Regions from separate parts of the Gossypium hirsutum genome. Here all the other regions are linked to region 3. A link is a contact called in public Hi-C data. All regions are on one chromosome and are shown on one strand. The core of a region is the stretch at or near the end of the contact, and the rest is flanking DNA. Distances in the headings are between cores, read along the strand shown. Region 1 holds the start of LOC107887161 (putative 3,4-dihydroxy-2-butanone kinase). Region 2 holds the start of LOC107887160. Region 3 holds the start of LOC107887164 (protein FAR-RED ELONGATED HYPOCOTYL 3).

Region 1 (2,742 bases), core at 134-2,633, 150 kb after region 3:
TAATGAGCATACATGCTAAGGGAAACTACAAGTTTGATCCCAAAATTACCTAACAAAGGGCAAACTAAACTAGTTGATTGCAAAAACCAGTAGAAACAAAAAAGCCAAAAGGTGACTGCAGCTTTAAATGCTGTCTAGAAATCACCATAGCTTAAAAAGTATTAAAGGTAACAAAGTATAGAATTTAAATTTCAATTTGAACAAACTAAGACAGATATCAGATGTTAGCAGCTTTGTAGGGATCGAACCTGATATGATTGCAACCTTGTCATATGTTGCACCAGAAGCATCAGCACGAATTACAACTTTCACCTGGAAACAAACAAGTAATCGGTTTGTGTTTATAAAGTCTAATTCACTGACTAAACATAAGCAAAGCGGAAAACAAAATCACCTCCGGGAAACCATCCAAGTACTGGAGTCCGGGATATGTTTCCACAAGACCCTCAATAAATTCAGTCACCACATCTGCCACCACCATAACAAAAGAACTTCAAAAATGGTTTTCTTCACAAAGCAGAAATCTAGAATCGGCAAATCGTTGGTGGAAAGAGCATAGTAAAGTAATGCAAATGAGAAACAAAGAGTAAATATAGCTTGATATAGCCTAACACAGTGTGATTGACGCAGAAAATCTAGGAAAAGAAACAGTAGGAATCTTTTCTAAACCCTTGTTTGTTTTCCCTATTTCAGCAAATAGCCTTGTTTCATTATCAGCTTTCATTTACTCAAGACCAAATGAAGGAAACTACAGAAACATAAAACAACTAATCAAATAATAAGCAAAAAAAAAACACTATTATTCAAGTAATATACAAAAATTACATGCATCATCCATTTTGTAAACGATAAGCAGAGGGCAAAGCACAAAAACAATAAAAAAATCCAAAATTTCCCAATACGAACACAAGGAAACATGAAATTAGGAAATGCGGGCAAATACTATCGTGAACTTCAAAAAGAAAAAAAAAGAAGATGAAGAGATAGAGAAAGGAAGAGAACTGTGTAACAGAAAAGAACAGAAAATTAAGTTTGCAGGTTTATGGTTGGAAAAGAAAATTGAGAGGGGATATTAGAGTAATAGGAGGAGGAAATGGTGAAGGAAAGAAAAAAAGCAAACCGTCGGGATTGTTGATGAGTTTCTTCCCTTGAAAAGCCATAAACTTTGTTTTGTTTGAGGGAATTCAAATATGGGATGCGATGGGAGAGAGAGAGCGTTTAATTTTGTTGGACTTTTTTTTTGGTGGGGAGTCTATTGAGAATTGCAGAGCACACCACGTTTTGCTCAAGCCTGGGCAGTTGTTACTTCTCCGGACAAGAAATTGCGCCTCCAATTACCAAAATGTCCTCCCACCTTTTTCTTTTCTCTACATTTGTTGGCTTCTTTTTTTTCAGCCCACCAGCCTATTTACACCCATCTTTCTTTTTCTTTTGAATTTTTTAATATTTGCACCAAAGTTAATTCATTTAAGATTTATTTCAACAACACAAACTAATTGAACAAATGTGTAGTAATTTGTAATTATAAGGAATTTTAATTCCTTAACACATATTTAGTCGAGAGGGTATAATTATATCGTAATTTTATATGTTATATTTGATTGTATAAATTACATAATTTGTATTTTTAAAAATATTAAGTATGATAAAAATAGTTTCTAAACAAGTAACAAAAATTAAAATCAAATCATTATATGTATTATTAGTTTTAAAAAAATAGTTGATAACACGATTACTAATAAAAATAGTGAAAATTTTATCTAATTGTTGTAATGTATACTTGTTGAGTTATTCTCTTTTTAATATTTAACATATACTTCTTATCATCTGTTGGTCACTGATTAAGTTCATTATCATCTGAATTTGAATTTGCATCATTAAGATTATTAAGATCTTATTCTTTCATGTACTTTACAAAGTATAGATCGTCTTAATTTCCTCTATGGTTGAAATTATGAAATATGCAACATGCTAGTACGATCCAACCTTTTCTTTTTTTCTTATGTTATACTAAGGTGATGCTGTTAAGTTGAAAAATATTTTTTAGAACAATAAATAAGTTATGATAAAAAAAACCTCTAACATTTTTATGAATAAGTATATTATTTTTATAATATATAGTTTGAACAGTATGTCCATAACTTTTATATAAATAAATATATTATAACTCTTTATAACATTTTTTATAATAAACTTTTAGCCATAAATTTAGAATTCTTTTAGGATTTAAATAATATAAATGTTAATAATTTTGTAAAATGCACAAATTATTTTTATATATAATTTTTTAGATTTATAATTTAAATTTTATTTTACCATAATTATCACAAACACTCATACACGATTATACTTATACTATAAAATTTATAACTTGTATAAAAAGATTTTTTAAAATTAAATTTATTTGTAATTAACTGAGTAATTAGTCCAATTCCACTCCCCTTGAAAAATTAGAAAGTGTAATTGAAGTGTTCTACTTACACCCTATTTAGTGGGACCATCAATTACAATGGTTATTCAAACATATCACCATTATATAATTATAAGCAATTACACCCAAATCCAATATTAGAGGTTTTCCAAACACTATATTAGAGTTTTTTTCGAAAGGTAAATTAATTCATTCAATGACGATTAGGAAATCAGCACCGGATGGTCCAAAGTGGCAAGCAAATATCAACAAAAGAATCGAGTATTCATCAAATTAGAGAGAACGCCAATAAAATCATCCCAAAATCAATT
Region 2 (2,976 bases), core at 246-2,745, 180 kb after region 3:
TCAGGCCATACTCAGAGACTTAGTCGCCTCTCAACATCAGGAGAACGAAGGGAAAAGACCTAAACCGAGGCTCCAATCGATGAACCAAAGGCGAGTTCCCCTTTTCCCCTTTTGTTGTTTTTTCAAGCAGTAGATAAATCAAAGAGACAGCAGCCAAAAATAGAAAGAAAAATGGGACTTAGAATCACCTTTAACCAATATTGTTGCTATTGATTTCTGTATATGTTTGATTTTTGTATCTATCTCCCTCTTTTTTCTAAAATAAAAAAAACCCATTACAATACTTTCCAAAGACTTTTATAGCCTATTTTACAACTTATTTTGCTTGTTTGTAGGTTCATTTGAGCACGTCTTTGATGTGGCCTAGTAGAGGAGTGCACGACGCGGAGGGACGCGCGACGTGCGGTGCTTGGGAACCTCCACGGTTGCAGCGGCTGAGGGTGTTAGATGCTAGAGTTTTCATTTTTCTTTAATTTTGTTGGGCTGTTAGGGTTGTTTTGGGTTTAAGTCTGATGGGTTTAGGGTTTGGGTAATGGTTTGTATTGGGCTTAGAGATTGGATTAAGTTTGTTTTGTTAATTGTTTTGGGTTTTAAATGTATTGGGCCCTGGGTATAAATTGGGCTTAAGAAGCAATATAAATAAAACACCAAAAAAAAGATACCGAATTCATATATATAAAGCAATTATATTTATCGGTAAGATGTATACATATTAAATAGGTAGAAAAATTTTAATCCTTAGCAGTTTCTGACTTGAATTTAAATAAAAAATAAGATTGAATAATAACATTAAAATAGTTGCAATTTAACAAGTAAATATTTTTAAAATAATAATAAAATTAACAAAAAAATAATGTTATATATTATCTAAACAATAATAATAAAATAGTACTAATATAATAGTAAAAAGATAGTAAAATAGAGAAATAAAAACAACAAAAAAATATCATCAAAACAACAAAAATAGTAAAAAAAATTGTCCTTTTGTGAATTTGGGTCGGGCCCGGGCAAAAAATACATTATCCAAGGCCCGACCTATTTTTAAATATGTCTTATTGTTTTTGCCCAAATCTATTTGTTGGTCTATATTTTTGTCTAAATCCTAACACTTTTCGAGCAGAGTTTTAGACTGAATCGGATGGCTTAACCTATGAACAAGTCTAGATATACGAAAGAAAATATTTTTAGTAATGTTATGCATAAATTAAAATGTATAATAATTTTAAATAAAATTTAAGGTTGTATTCATGGAATATTAAATTTATTTTTTTTGGTAAGTGAAATTAAAATTATTTTGAATGATAAGTTGTGATGGTATATACCAAAAGTAGTTATATTTTACAGAGAAAAACAAATAATGACACCTAGCATGTAGTATAACTCTATTGGTGGATCCCTCCCTCTTATGTCGTCAGCAAAATACAATTCCATCAATTTGGAAATATCAAAATAGTTAATAAAAATTATTAACGGTGTAAACTAAATTTTTTAATGTTTTTTAACCCTTTTTTTTTCCTTTCTGTTTCTCTTGTTGCTTCTGCCTCTGTTCCCTCCCTTCTTCATTAAAGTAGTTTTTCTATGTTAAATTTCATTTCGGCACATTCATGGAGAATTAAGTTATTTGATTGTAAAGTTGGGGTGGGTCTTTTCTTCTTCATTTGGGGCTTTACAATAACATCCCTCTCTTTTCCTTTTTGTTCCTTCAATTTTGGTACTCTATAAATTAAATTTCTTCACATGAAAAGGAAGGACAAAGAAAGTGATAAAACAATGGCTGATTCCACTGAGTTGGACTTGCAGAGCAGCAGCGATTACTCTTTTGTATGGGATCCTCAAACTCACCTCTATTTTCATGCCAGGTTGATTTATTTATTTACTTCAAATTTTCTATTTTATTTTTTATTTATCTATAAACTATTACTATTAATTCTTCCTCTCATTTTTATGAAATTACTTTTTATATTTGAGAAATTAATTGTAGATTTTTTTTCCTTTAAACTTCGATGATTCTATCCCAATATGTCATACAATTGGTTTTTTTTTCCTCTCTCTGTCTCTCTCAATGATCTTTTGTTCATTTTGGCACCGTACGCCTTCGTTTGATTTGTTGCAGTAGTGGATTTTACCATGATCCTGATGCCGGATGGTACTATAGCAGTAAATATGGTCTCTATTACACATTTGAGAATGGAAATTATGTGCTTTTGGACATGGTAGTTAGCTCATACCTTCTTTTATCTGGATGATTAATCCTATGTTCGGTATGCTTTTCATGTTAGGTTTTTGATTCCAAAATGATTTTGCAGGAAGGAGCTGTGGCTGATAATTCTGTTTTAGATGAGCCTTGTGCCACTGCGTCTTATAATGGTCCCGAGTATAATCGCTCTTCGTCTCAGGGCAATGAAGTTGATGCTCAGAATACTACTATAAATGTTGCTGATGAATCTACTAGTACAGGTAAAATTTCTCTTTACTCAATATTATGCTGTGGAATGATTGAAGGGTAGTTGAAGGAACAAGTTTTCTTTGAGCGGTGCAATCTGTGAATCTGATTCATTAGTACAAAATTTCATCTCAAAAATAAGTTCTACTTTTGTAAATAATGTTCTGTTGATTGGATTCTCTTTCGCTCTAGTGCTTTAAACCAATTCACGGTACTTCTGATTACCAGGTCCGATAGAGGACACCAGTGCTCAAGCATCTGAGCAGCCACCACCACCATCAGAGTGGTTTGCTACTTCTGACATTTTATATCCTATATTTTGGTTGAACTAGTTGATTACGTGTTTTCTTACTGAGGTATCATCTTGATTCAGGTTAGAAGACACACTCATCGACCTTTATCTTTCTGGGTATAACTTAGCTGCCAATTCTGCTGCTGATGCAAGTATTTCGTTGGAAACAGACGAAAAAGAGAATTTCAAGTTTCCTACTGATGGTTTGTCACAAATTTGCTTGTTCAAAATTTCTAAATGC
Region 3 (2,700 bases), core at 142-2,641:
TTTTCCATCAGGCCTTCTCTTCACATGCATACTTGCTTTACAATCCGTCTTCGAACATGATCGCCGACCAGTTGCATTTTCAGGGTCTTGCTTGCTTTGTCTAGCTCGTGGCCGGTTAAAGGATTTGTCATATTCCCTTTTGGTCCCATATCTAGAACAGGCAAACTTTGCATCAATAAATTCTCTTGAAGTCTTCGAACGTCGGCTATTTTGTATAGCTGTGTTGAATCCCATAGACCGAGCATATTCTTGATAAAATGAATATGCTTCTCCATGTGATTCAAACTCCATACCAGAAAGTGGCTCAAGATTCGTATCCTCCTTGAAGGTCACCATATCCACAGCAGAAGAATGCATTTCCCCACCATCTTCAGCACGCATATTCTCTCCTACAACTTGAACCATTCCATTATGCAGTGATTCATCACCATCTAGCATATTATCAATTCCATTTGCATCTTCATCTTCCTTACACTGTTCACCAGAAGGTAACCTAAGATCTATGTCCATGATTGAAACTTGTTTACTTCAACTAACTGTTTTCCTGACTGCACCTGAAAAAATTAAAATGTAGAAGGACGCCATCATGTCAGCATAAAGAACCCATGACAAAAAGCAATTCACAATAGCCTACTATAATTATAAAAGATAGACAAACTAATTGAAGTCCTCTTTAGCTCTTGGACAATCCTGGATATACATGTATCTATAAAGGAAGCAAATCCCAAAGCTACAAATATGATGGGTATTTCAAATTTCCTTAGCTATAAGTTGATACATGAAGACCTTTTCCCTAATACCAACATTCCAAACGAACAAAAAGGCTACAATTTTAACAACTTTTAAGGATTTTAGCCATAAATTAGGTAACAAGATTAGGCAAGCAACTAATAATATAATATCAGCAAACTAAGATTCATGTGACCAAATAATTTCGAAAGAGATGAACCCAGAAAATCAATCACAATTACAGAATTAAATAAAATCGGGAAGGTTTCAATCATATAATGAATTTAATATTAAAACAGAAGAAAAAAGAAAACGAAAATATATTTGGGGATGATGGGATCGAAATAGAAAATTTAGAAGAAAAAGAACAGGGAAATTGCGAAAATTCAAAAGGCAGAATTGGAAAGCAAAATAGTTTAGAGGGGGGCGGGGATTAAAATAAAGGAACACCTGAAGTGGAGGTGGAAATAGAATGAGTGATGATTCTGCGAAAACCGAAGGCGAGTGGAGTTAAGGGCGCGTAGAGAGTTGGGGGGGGGGTTGGGAGATTTAGGGTTTCCTGCTTTCCTTCCACTCGCTTTTCTCTCTCACTCGCCAATTTGGGGATCTCAGACTCTGTTCTCGCTTTCACTCGCCCCTTTTATGAGTAAAATAAGTTAATCCTATTATTAAATAGTCTAGTCTGCTTTATTTTTCTTTTAATGTTGAATATTTTGCTTTCTGTGTTGGGCCTCAACTCCATCCATACTATTACTACGAAGAGATAAAAACCCATTTAATCTAACAGATTTCGGCTCAAACGCAAAATAAGCCCTCAAATCTTAACGTCCTTTAACCATAGTCTCTCATAGCCTTCAATTTTGGGAAAAAATTCTCGAATTTATTTACCAATTTTATGGTCACTTAGCGTTAAATTTCTACTAAAACACCGATTATACATAAGTAAGAAAAATGATGAAATGATAAATATATCCTTCAATAGATTTTTTAATAAAAATTTTAAAATGTTGAAATCACCAATATACCTTTTAATAAATTATATTTTTTTAAATAAAAAGCATAATGGCACAAAAAAAAAACCTTAACATTTATCTATGGCAAACTTATCCTTATTTTTTTGGAATAAATTTGCTTTGGGTTAAATATAAATTAGTACTTGAACTTATACACTTCTCCCAGATTGGTACTTATAATTTTTTTCTCAAATTGGTACTCGAACTTTTCTCTCCTCTACTAGTTTGGTACCTGAAACTAATGGCGTTAATTTTTTTCTACGTGGTAGCACTGACCAATCATTTGCCACCACGTGGCATCCTATTTGGCCTTCATTTTTTTTAAAAAAAAAATTTTCCTCATTCTCATTTTTCTTTTATTTTCTTATTTTATTTTATTTTTTGTTTTGGGTGTGCCTTCTACACTTCTTTCTTTCCTCTTTCCTCCTCAAACTCTCCCAAAATTTTCCCAATGTTCAAACTAGCAATGAAGATAACAACAGTAACAACAAATACTGCTCCTCTTTTCTTTCTCCTCCGTCCTTTGCTTTTTGTTCTCTTTTCTCTTAAAAAATCTTTCTTTTGTTCTTTTTCAAGAAAATTTGGGAAACCTAAATAGCCAAAATTTTCTCTTCTTTTAGGGCTCAACAAATCTATGGAGATGGTGACCTCCTCACGGCTTAAGGGTTAAACCTAGGTGAGGCCGCTATCGTCGGAACCTCCTCCCTTTGTCAATAAAAAATTGAGCCTAAAATCCCCAAACCCCAAAAGCTTAACATGCATGCAAGGTTTTTTTTGTTCTGAGATTGTATAGCCGGTTGATGTTCTGATAGTTTTTATTTTTTTTGAGATTGTTTTTGAAATTGTGTAGTCGATTGGTATTCTGCAAGTTTTTGTAATGTTCGAAAAAGTTTTTCAAAGATTTTATTTTAAACATTGATTCTGTCTAGGGGTTCAAGATTTTCCATAAACATGTTTT

The links. A called contact is a pair of places that touch in the nucleus more often than the background predicts.
Region 1: a contact with region 3 is called in a Hi-C map of leaf, with 4 times the contacts expected there. The contact joins the promoter of LOC107887161 here to the promoter of LOC107887164 in region 3. A contact is called at or near these places in 4 of 34 Hi-C or Micro-C datasets (callus, leaf and petal).
Region 2: a contact with region 3 is called in a Hi-C map of leaf, with 2.4 times the contacts expected there. The contact joins the promoter of LOC107887160 here to the promoter of LOC107887164 in region 3. A contact is called at or near these places in 3 of 34 Hi-C or Micro-C datasets (all in leaf).

The regions. Positions count from the first base shown.
Region 1 is chrA03:45,745,263-45,748,004 of Gossypium_hirsutum_v2.1, forward strand. It overlaps LOC107887161 (putative 3,4-dihydroxy-2-butanone kinase), which reads right to left and starts at 1,384. Exons shown (of 20, transcript XM_016811320.2): 1 at 1,121-1,384; 2 at 395-468; 3 at 249-312. The coding sequence starts at 1,160.
Region 2 is chrA03:45,784,089-45,787,064 of Gossypium_hirsutum_v2.1, forward strand. LOC107887160 reads left to right here and starts at 1,496. Exons shown (of 10, transcript XM_016811317.2): 1 at 1,496-1,859; 2 at 2,117-2,213; 3 at 2,307-2,457; 4 at 2,672-2,729; 5 at 2,817-2,938. The coding sequence starts at 1,738.
Region 3 is chrA03:45,599,813-45,602,512 of Gossypium_hirsutum_v2.1, forward strand. LOC107887164 (protein FAR-RED ELONGATED HYPOCOTYL 3) reads right to left here and starts at 1,392. Exons shown (of 8, transcript XM_041096456.1): 1 at 1,180-1,392; 2 at 1-554. The coding sequence starts at 510.